Regions from separate parts of the Mus musculus genome. Here region 1 is linked to region 2. A link is a contact called in public promoter capture Hi-C data. All regions are on one chromosome and are shown on one strand. The core of a region is the stretch at or near the end of the contact, and the rest is flanking DNA. Distances in the headings are between cores, read along the strand shown.

Region 1 (5,349 bases), core at 629-3,128, 1.3 Mb before region 2:
GGGTATAGACCAGATGACTATATCAAGTGAGGGATTCCTTCTATATCGTAACACAAATGATGAGATTACATATTTGACACATATAAAGGTAGGAAGAAAAATTTAGTAAAGATATCAGGCTCAATGATAATAATTAGTATTCTAATATCTTCTAAACCTACTTTGTGTGTGTGTGTGTGTGTGTGTGTGTGTGTATGTGTGTATCTGAGGACTAGTTTGTTCCACAGTGCAACAGTCACATGTGCAGATCAGAGGACACCTTATAGGAGTTGATTTTCCTAGGTAGGTTTGAGGCATGGAATTGAGGTCAGCAGGCTTGGTGGCAAGTGCCTTTACTCTCTGAGACATCATGTTGAGCCAATGTCTTAGGGTTTTATTGCTGTGAAAATGCACGACAGAGGCAACTCTTACAAGGGAAAATGTTTAATTGGAGCAGGCTTACAGTTTCAGAGGTTCAGTCCATGATGATTCATATCGGGAAGCATGGCAGGTGTGCAAGCATATATAGTGTCGGAGGAGCCAAGAGTTCTAAATCTTGATCTGAAGGCAGTCAAGTAGGAGACTGGATGTGTTTCACACCGGGCGTAGGTTGAGCATTTGAAACCTCTAAACGCCTACTCCACAGTGACAGACTTTCTCCAGTAAGACTACATCTCCTCCATCAAGGCCATACCTCCTAATAATGCTACTCCATCCAGGACTATGGGAGATGTTTTTATCGAAAACATCACAAAATCCCAGTCATTTAAATGTTGCAAGTAGATTTTAGAGCGGGCAGTGGTGGCACATGCCTTTAATCCCAGCACTTGGGAGACAGAGGCAGGCAGATTTCTGAGTTCAAGGCCAGTCTGGTCTACAGAGTGAGTTCCAGGACAGTCAGGTCTATACAGAGAAACCGTCTCCAAAAAAAAAAAAAAAAAAAAAAAAGCCAAACAAACAAACAAAGAATTACTGCAAGAATTACTGTTCACACGGAAGTTGTTACTACTTAACAGTAATTACTGTTATGAATTATAATGTAAATATTTGTGTTTTCCAATGATCTTAAGTGACCCCTGTGAAAGCATCATTTGACTCCCGCAAAGGGATTGTAACTCACAGGTTACAACAGCTGCTAGGTAATAAGTTGTATTGCAATTGTGTTCTTCCTCTGGTGTGATCTGCAATCACACCTAGAGCACAGCTAAGCAGGTCTATGGCCAGAACTATAAGACCTCTTGCTACCAGCCCATGTAAATGAACCTCTTGAAAGAGGATCCCCTAGCTACAACCAAACCTACCTTGTAACTTTTAGAGAACTGGGGAGCCAGAACCACCCAGCTGGACTTTGCCAACTTCTAACTCACAGAAATTTCTAAATAATAAATGATGTCATTCTTTAGATAGCAATAAACAATACAGAGGTGAAAGGGAAAGGGCTATTTCAGACTTTTCTCCATCAAAGGACAGAGATCAGAAATGAATTTTAGTTAACAGAATATAGAGTCCAGACAGTCCCGAGTCTGATGTAGACAAATGTAACCATTCATCATCCTACACTGGAAAGCCAACTAGACAAATCTCCACATTTAGTTTTCCACTTTTACTTCAGTACAGTGCTGGGCTTTTATGAAACCGCAAACTTGACGTTGTTTTAATGTGATCGATTTCAGCTCAAAAAGTATGGGCTGAGTAGTTCGAACGTAGTTTTTAGTCTTCAACTCCCAGTTTCCTGAGTTTTTACACTGAGCCGGGTTCTGTGACTCCTTTCACTGTGCACTGGCTCAGGAAATACCGATGACACAAGTGTGAGACCTGCAGAGCCCTGAGTTCTGTGGGCTGCCTGGATCCCAGAGCAGAGTCCGCACCACCTAGGCGTGGCCTGGCCGCAGATGGGCGGGGTTTGCTGGTGGGCAAGCCTAGGCTGGGCGGGGCGGGGCGCGCGGGAGATTTGAACTTCCCGCCCAGTGTGGGTCAGCAGGAAAGTGAAGTTGCCTGGTTGTTTTCCAGTCAGGCCTTGCAACTAGCAGGGGTTCCGGGCGGGCTACAGAGATGGTGGAAGGGCCAGGGTGTACACTGAATGGAGAGAAGATCCGGGCACGAGTGCTACCGGGGCAGGCGGTGACTGGTGTGCGGGGCACAGCTCTGCAGAGCCTCCTGGGCCCTGCCATGTCCCCTGCCGCCTCCCTGGCTGATGTCGCTACCTCGGTAAGTCAGTCCTGTGTCCTGCTTGGAAGCTGCAGCGGGAAGTGGAGTAAAAACACCACCCAGGTTCTGGGATCCCCAATCTACTCTGGTTCCCAAGACCTAGAGCCTGTGTTTCCCGACATTTATTTAACCTGAGAAGTGAGTCTTAGCTCTAGCAGCTGTCTAACAGTGCCAGTGCTAGATCCACCGAAGGCGTTTTGTTCCAACCCTGTTAACAGGCAGTCAGCAAAAGATGCTTTCTGCTGTTTACCGTCTACATTCACTGACGTTATCATCGGATTTGTGCGAAGTCTGGTATGTTTTTCTTTCCACGTTGTAAGACTGAACTCGTAACATAGACTTTTAGCCCTTTTCCAGCCCCAAATTCTGCAGTTGATCAGTAGTATATAATTCTAACGTTGCACATGGAAAATTTAGCACGAACATCTCACTCAGCTGAATATTGCCATCTAATGAAGGGGCAGTAAAAGCTAGTTCTGGTTTCCTTAAGTGAATTTATTTCTTTTGAAAGCAAATCGTAGCACAGTTTGCCACTCAGGCATACATTGCTGATGGCTGGATAGTCATTTGGTAAGAACTTAGAACTATACTAAAAATATTCTGATTAAACGACCAGGCTTTTAAGGCCCTTTAGATGTGTGGTTAATTGTATTTCATGGATACATGCAATATTGTGCTGTTCTTCAATTTCTCCTGCAAAGCTCCCTCATAGCCTTTGGTCTAGGAAAGAAGTTGTCTGTTATGCAATTAGCATATGCTCCCAACTTGAAAGAAACAAGGAAGATGTATTTTCAAGCTGAGGGAGGAAAAAAAAAAAGGTTTGGATCTTTTAACAGTTATGCTTTTATTTATTTTGACTTGGTGTGTCAACAAGTGCTCTGTACTTTTTAAAAAATTATGTTTCTCGAAATTATTTCAGAGTACTATAGAGATCTATGCTAATGGTTTCTCTAAAGTATTAGTTTTGACGAAGATCACTCATTCAGCAAAATTTTGCATACTCTCAAAGTACAGGAGGGTGAAAATACATTTGTCTTTATGTTGTAGCTGGGAAAATACATGGCCATTCAGTAAAGGGTAACACAGTGAAGTACAAAGTGGTAAGTTCTCAGAAGTGTGTGGTTCTCTCTTAGGACATACAGAGAGGCCAGGGAAGTCTCCCTATGGTGGTAACAGAGCTGATGTGTAAAGGGGGCATAAGAGATTCAGAGTTCCTGAGATGAAAGTGGCCCATATAGGCAGAAGAATGGTGTTCAAGGGCCTGAAAAATAAACCAGTGTGTATGTAAAGGAAGGAGATCCGAAGATGGCCTGATATTAAAGCTGATGGGAAGATTGTAAAGAACTCCATATACCACAATTGGGACTTTTCAGAGCTGGGTTTTATTTTTGTGCGTATTGTTGTGTGACTGAATGTTGTTGTGTGTGTTACAGCACATGTGAAAGTCAGGACAACTTTTTCTTCTACTCTGTGTGGGTTCCAGGGACCCATATCTTCCGCCTTAGTGTCAAGTGCCTTTGCCTGCTGAGTCGTCTCCAATGGGTCACCTTCCAGGCTTTATCTTGGGCATCATTAGAAACCTTGAATGGTAGTCAAGATTTATTTACAGTTTGGCTAGAACACTGCATATCAAAGAAGAAAACATGAGAGGAAATCTCAAGAAGGTATTGCAGTGACCCAGGTGAGGAGCTTAGGCTCAGCTGCTGGTGGTAGAAATCAGGTGAAGTCAGCCTGCCACTATTTTAGAAATAAATGCTATTGTACTGAGCACTGCGTAAGATCTGAACATCCTCATTGATGCCATGATTTATGTCATTCAACAGTAATGTTGTGTGATAAACACTTTGCTGGTTACTGGTAAAATAAAACCTGTTTTATCTATAAAAGTTTATTCATGGAAAGTTACTATTTATAAAAATAAGATTCCCGTTGCAAGAAACCAAGATTATGTTTTACATAGTCACCTTATTGGCATTTAGAGAAAATAGTATTAATCATTCATTTTAAATTTATTTTAATTATTTTGTGACAAAACGTGAAGTACAGTTAGTCATGAGAAAGAATAATTCCACAATAAAGATCAACCTAATGCTACCAGAAAAGGAGCGTTGGGCTCAAGGTGAATTTAAATCAGTTGAGCACTGTCGCTTGTAGTAAGGTGTTGGGCCAAGGTTTGATCTCCCTTCAGACTTTTATGTATCTGATAGCTACTCTAAAAGTAATAAAAGATTCAGTAATGGAGTGGTTACTGCTTTGTATACCATAAGCCCTATATGTGATAGCGATCCTTATTAACTAAAGAAGTATGACCTTGGGTTTTGGCGGTGTCCTCCACCATTTAAATTTTGTTCACTACAGTCAATTATCTGCTCTGATAATTCTCTTCATTTCTGTGTTCAGATGGCACCAAAGAGTGCATCTAGATAGCCTCATGTAAGTGCTTTATTAATGGTTGAGCAATGATTAGATTCACTTGGCAACACTATACTCACTAAGCTATATTCCACAAATAAATAGCCCTGCATCTAAAGCTATTATGGATAATGCCTTAATAGAAGGAGGAACTAATTATTGGAATAGAGCTGTGTGATTAGAAGGAAGGATCTGCTTCCATTGACATTGGATTGAAAATCAATATGGCATTAATAATGTGGCTTTCAGTAGAATTCTAAATACTCTGTTGTGGCTTGATTTTCTGGGCCTTTGATCTAAAAAGCATAATAATAACCCTTATAAATACCAACAGCCTTTTGCCTTTGAGAGCAATGTTGGATCCATATTAAATTTCATTAAAATATGGACCATTGTCACAAACTTCTGGCAAGATCATTATTGTAACAGATGATCCCTGGTTTCTTAGGCATATTTGCCAAAGAACTAAAGCTATTTAATGTTTCTACTACTGGCTTGAAATGATTAGTTTTCTCAAAGCAGCATTTAAAAATAATTGCATACTGTATTCTTTACAGTGTAATAAATATGAAAAATAACAAAGGAGAGCTAAAGAAATATTAAGTGGCCACTTAAAATAAAAGATTCAAACTTCAGATAATCATTATTCCAAAAACCAACATAAAATATCTTACCTCGGGAGCTACTGGCAGAGTGAACTACTTAGTCTGTTTATCATATGGCATTTCTCTTTGTTCTAGTTTAGAGCCC
Region 2 (5,662 bases), core at 2,780-5,279:
CACACAGGGGTAGAGGACCTAGGAGCCCCAAGTAGCTGTGTAAGGGGGTATTTAAAGGAAGAAAAGACAACTCAAGGGGATGGGTGTCGCATCCACCCGGACCAGCAGGAAAGATGCAACACCACTTTGTCCTTCTTCAAGCAGGTTTATTCAGGAACACTTAGCATTGCAATGCAGGAACAGGAATCCTCCGAACAACCCTGGGGGGCGCCTTAAATACCCTACTGACTCCCCCCAATCACCCCAGTTACATAACGGCAGTCCATAGGTTCACAGCAAGTGACGACACCTCAGGCGAGCTGACAAGGTATGGCATCTGTGCACTGCAGGCGGTTGGGATGTGGCTAAGTCTGAGATAATGAGGAAGTCAGGTGAAGGTTATAAGACCTGACAGCCATCCCAGGCGCCATCTTGGGGCGGCAGTCACACCCACTCTTCACATCTCTGCCTTATTTATTATTATGGCAGAGAGAATGCCTGTCCCAGGCTGCCCCCTGCAACAATGCCCCCCACCCACCATCGAGAGGACAAACAGCAGTGATCCAGTCTCTGTCCTAGGTTGGCAACACCTTCAGGGAGTCCCACCCCTCATCAACCACCCCTCCAGCATGCCAAGCCACACCTGAGGAGCTGCTTGTCCCAGCTGTAGGGCTGCAAAAGCCCGAATCAACAGTGCCCGCGCATTGGCATGTCCCCTCTGCGCATGGCAAATGCACCACAGGGCCACCACTCCCTTGGCAATGCAGATGATTGCCAGCCCTCCCATGCCAGTCCATTCCTTGAGGTGCGACATTGTTGTGACTATGGCAGCGGTGATCCCAAAATCTCTTTTATGTCTAAACAGTGTCATCACAGATGGAGCTTGCACTGGCCAGGGTACAACTCTAGGCATATGGGTTACCACAGCCAAGGGAAATACAGATGTATTCCAACACATACTATAAAAGCAATTATCACTACTATGATTAATAAACTCCTTATCATAACTACCATTATATAATAAAAACACAAAAGGGGGCCAAAAACACACAGGTGTAGGCACAAAAGACATATTTTTTCTCGAAGCCAAAACACTCACAGAATTTCCAAACAAATCAGACCCGTTCCAATAAAAACTAGCATTTCCCCAGGCCCCTCCCATCAGTATACTCAGAGGTGACAAATCAGTACAGCTTCCATTTACCCCACATAACAACCATACATTAAAAGGATCATTAGCCACTCGCTGTGCTGGGCTTTGATATGTCCAATTATTACCTGCAAACGCTTGACTATGCATGGTACTGATGTATGGAGAAAAGGTAAAATACTTTTTGACCACCCAAGCGACCTTCCAGGGTTGACATCCATTCCACGGAGGCAAAGAGTCTCATACGCCTCTGCAAAATGAGGCCCAGCATGGTTGGGGTAGTTAGTTAGCATTGCCCTTGGGTATGCTAGCAGGCTAAGTTCCTCTGATCCAAGTAGCATTAGCTCGGGTTAAACTATTAAAAAGGTCTATCAAACCACGCAGCAATCTGATTATACAATTGCACACACATACTATCTTGAGAAATATTTACAATAAGCTGAAAGCATAATACCCCTCTCAGGGCAAGCTGGAGAGGTTCAGTCACTGGTGCTACTCCTTCATCATCAGGTAAAAAGGGTAGCTGTAAAGATGTATTGGAGGTAAAGAAACGAGGAAACACTTGAGCGGAATGGGTGAAGGGTAGGAGCTTCGGAAACACCGACATGATGCCCCATTTTAGCTCCCCACTCCTGCACCCTGTCACCATCATCAGTATTCCCAGGAATATCAGCATCACATCTCTGGTCACCCATCAGCACTCGAGTCAGTCGTTCAGGTACCCACAACGGCTGGTGGCAGTCCTGGGGAAACACGCAAACAGACCTTCTTGCTGACACCAACACTGGATCTGGTCCATGCCATTGGCCATCCAACACATCCTTCGACTTAATAGTTCCCTTCTGAGATGCATCAGGATTACTGAATCTCTCTGCAACAGTACAATCAAATGTATCTTTATTTTAAAAATTAAGAGTAAATACGGACTATAGAAAGGTGCTTCCAGGGAGTCGCCCCTAGGGCAACTCCCCCCCTTCATTCCATCAAGCATTGTTTTAAGGTACGATGAGCATGTCCAACCATTCCCTGCCACTGAGGGCCACAGGGAACACTATGTACAAGATGAACTCCCATCATCCCACAAAAGCCAACAAAAGCACTGGAAGTATAAGCAGGTCCATTATCAGTTTTTAATTCTTTGGGTTGACCCCAAGCTCCCCATGCTTCAAAGCAATGAGCTATGACAGGACGGGCCTTTTCTCCAGCATGCAAAGAAGAAAAAATGACTCCAGAGGCAATATCAATTGAAACATGAACAAACTGTAATTTTCTAAATTCAGCAAAATGAGTTATACCCATCTGCCAAATGTGTAGTGGGTGTAACCCTCGTGGGTTAACTCCAAAGGAGGGTTGAGGCAATAAAGGAACACAGACCTGACAGGCCTTGAACAATCTCCCTGGACTCTGCTCGGGTGATCCCAAAGCGAGAGGCTAATGTGTTAGAATTTACATGAAATTTAGAATGAAAATCATGAGCAAGGTCAAGGGCAGGACATGCCTGAAATACAGCAGCTTGTGCTTTCTTATCCACTATGTCATTACCCTCAGCCAATGGACATGGTAACACAGTGTGACCTCAGATATGCTGAACAAAGAAGGGGGAGGATCTATGCAATAGCAAATTTTGTAATTTACTTAATAAGTCCCCAATGCTGGACCTAAGATTCACCCTACCAACCACCTCCAAGATAGCAAGAGCATTAATCACATATTGACTATCTGATATTAAATTAAAGGATTCAGAATACAATTCAAAAACTTTAATCACAATCTGTAATTCTATAACTTGCGGTGAGGCAGGGGTGAATTGTAAAACTATAGGTGCAGAGCCTTGAACTAAATAGGCTCTGCATCCTGACTTTGATCCATCTGGAAAAATTAGAGGAGCCCCTTTCAATGGTAATCGAGAGGTAATCACAGGGAAAATTACAGGGTAAGCTACAAAATAGGATTTTTGGGAAAATGATTATCTATCTTGCCTACAAAACTGCAACTTAAAACTGCCCAGTCATCTACAGTGGCAGACAACATTTCAACTTGTCTACTATCATATGGTACAATAATTTCATCATGAGGGGTGCTAAAATGCTGCACGCATTGCTATAAACCCAGCAAAGCCAATTGGGCAACCGAGGCAGGATACTAGGATAACACTTTGGTGAGGGAAATTTTAGGATGGATCCATAATAAAGGAGCCCCTTGCAAAAGGGCTCCAGTAGGTTGATTTTCCGATGGCAAAATACATAATGATATATGAAGATCAACCTCTCTCCTCTTTAAAGCAGCAATTTGAATAGCCTTCTCGACTAACTTTAAGGCTTCCCTTCCATCTTTTGTAAGATCTCTCTTTGAATCCAGGGCTGTTGCTCCTGGCAAGATGTCATAAAAAGGTTGAAATTGCTTATTTGTTAGACCCAGATAAGGCCTAACCCATTGAATATCTCCTAGCAACTTTTGAAAAATAATTTAAAGTCCTTAGATGATCAGTGCTAAGTTGAATCTTCTGTGGAGTTATATATCTTTGTGTTATTTTGCTTCCCAAATAATGGATGACCTTGCCCTTCTGCACCTTCTCAGGGGCTACAACCAATTGCTTTTCTTTTAATTTTTGGATAAATTTAATTTTCTCACACGGAGAACCTCAATAGTCCCTAATCCGGGAACCTAAAAATCTCTAACCAAGAACTTGAATCATCCCACTTACCTGGGAGCTTTCCAGCCGGCTACCCTGACCTCTTGAATTTCTAGACACACAGCGCTCTCGTGAAGCAGAAGTCCCCTTATGGGCCACCACTTGTTGCATCCACCCGGACCAGCAGGAAAGATGCAACACCATGTTGTCCTTCTTCAAGCAGGTTTATTCAGGAACACTTAGCATTGCAATGCAGGAACAGGAATCCTCTGAACAACCCCGGGGCGCGCCTTAAATACCTTACTGACTCCTCCCAATCACCCCAGTCACATAAAGGCAGTCTGTAGGTGATGACACCTCATGCGAGCTGAGGAGGCATGGCATCTGTGCAGTGCAGTCAGCTGAGATGTGGCTAAGTCTGAGATAATGAGGAAGTCAGGTGCTGGTCATAAAACCTGGCACTGTCCTGGGTGTCATCTTGGGGTGGCGGCCTCACCCGATCCTCACAGATGGGGAGGGTGTTGTTGGAAAATACCAAAAATACAAGTTAAGAGTCATGAGGAAGTGACGAGTCATAAGGAAAACTACTTGATAATTGTGAGGTTATTTCTCAAAACATTTTCTTTGAGCCCCTAACAATAGCACATTTACATAGAAGATTCCAGGAGCAGTCAAGGTGACTTTCTTTGAAGGAACACTCCCTAAACCCAGGAAGCAGGTGGGTGGAGGAATGTCTGCTATCTGTTTTATGGTTAGCATGCCTTGGAGCATTGAGTCACAAAGGTCACATTCTCAAGCCTGGGCCTAAAGGCCTAGATTTTGATTTTATATTACACTTTTTCAATAAAGCTTAATAATGCTATCAGTTTTACTCATAAGTGAGCTAACTCTGGAGTGGTTAAGTAGCATCCAATGTATAATAGAGTTGGCAATCAACGTAAGTCATTTGGCTACATAGTCAATCAAATTGTTCTAAATCCTTCTCTATATATTATTCTAATAATACTATAGTTTCACTTACAATATTTTATACCTATTTTTAAAACCTACAGTATTAAAATTTGAAAGCAAATTATTGAAATAATTTAAGATATATATATATATATATATATATACATGCTCATGTTTGTGTTTAATATTTTTAAAAAAGATTTATACCAACTGTAACTTTTGATATAGGAGATGACCTTTTCAGCTCAAGGCGAAGTCCCAAGGCCTTACACTATTACTGATGCTATGGTGTGCTTACAGAAAGAATCGTAGCATGACGGCCCTCCAAAAGGCCCAACAGGCAGCTGGAAGAGTCAGATGCAGCTGTTTACACCCAACCAATGGTCAGAAGCTGCTGACTCCTGTTGTTGAATTAGGGAATAGCTGGAAGAAGCTGAGGAAGAGGGCAACCCTATCAGAAGACCTCATCTAACCTGTATCCCAAGATTGCTCAGACACTGTCCGGCCAACCAGGCAGCATATACCAGCTTATATGATGCCCCCAACATTTATACTGTGTATAGCACAGGACTGCATGTTCTTCACTTAGTGAAGGAAGATGCACCTTACCCTCAAGAGACTCCAGGGAGTAGGAGGTCTGGGGTGGGTGTGGGGGTGAGGGACATCCTCTTGGAGACTGGGGGTGTGGGGAAGGAGCTATGTGATGTGGAGCAGTCAGAGGGAGGGCGGACCTGCAAGGCGATAAAGGCTGGACTGTAAAAACACGACTAAAGAATAAAAAAATAAAGTAAAAAAAGAAACTGTTCAATCCCTTTTTACCTAAACTACAGCCATCTTTTTTTATATCAGTTAAGAAACTCTGTATAGAGTATTATATTTTATTCATGTATATTAGATATAAATACCACATCACACTCAGTCCATATGCTCCTTGTATGTAAGTGATCTCA

What was found. Promoter capture Hi-C pulls out the DNA fragments that hold promoters and counts their contacts.
Region 1: a contact with region 2 is called in a promoter capture Hi-C map of embryonic stem cells, with 4 times the contacts expected there. The contact joins the promoter of Neil3 here to the promoter of 1190028D05Rik in region 2. A contact is called at or near these places in 2 of 39 promoter capture datasets (embryonic stem cells and hippocampal neurons) and 1 of 115 datasets of contacts at active chromatin or transcription factors (embryonic stem cells).

The regions. Positions count from the first base shown.
Region 1 is chr8:53,635,594-53,640,942 of GRCm38.p6, reverse strand. Neil3 (nei like 3 (E. coli)) reads left to right here and starts at 1,878. Exons shown (of 10, transcript NM_146208.2): 1 at 1,878-2,187. The coding sequence starts at 2,032.
Region 2 is chr8:52,354,978-52,360,639 of GRCm38.p6, reverse strand. It overlaps 1190028D05Rik (RIKEN cDNA 1190028D05 gene), which reads right to left and starts at 4,029. Exons shown (of 4, transcript NR_151738.1): 1 at 3,834-4,029; 2 at 1,895-2,000.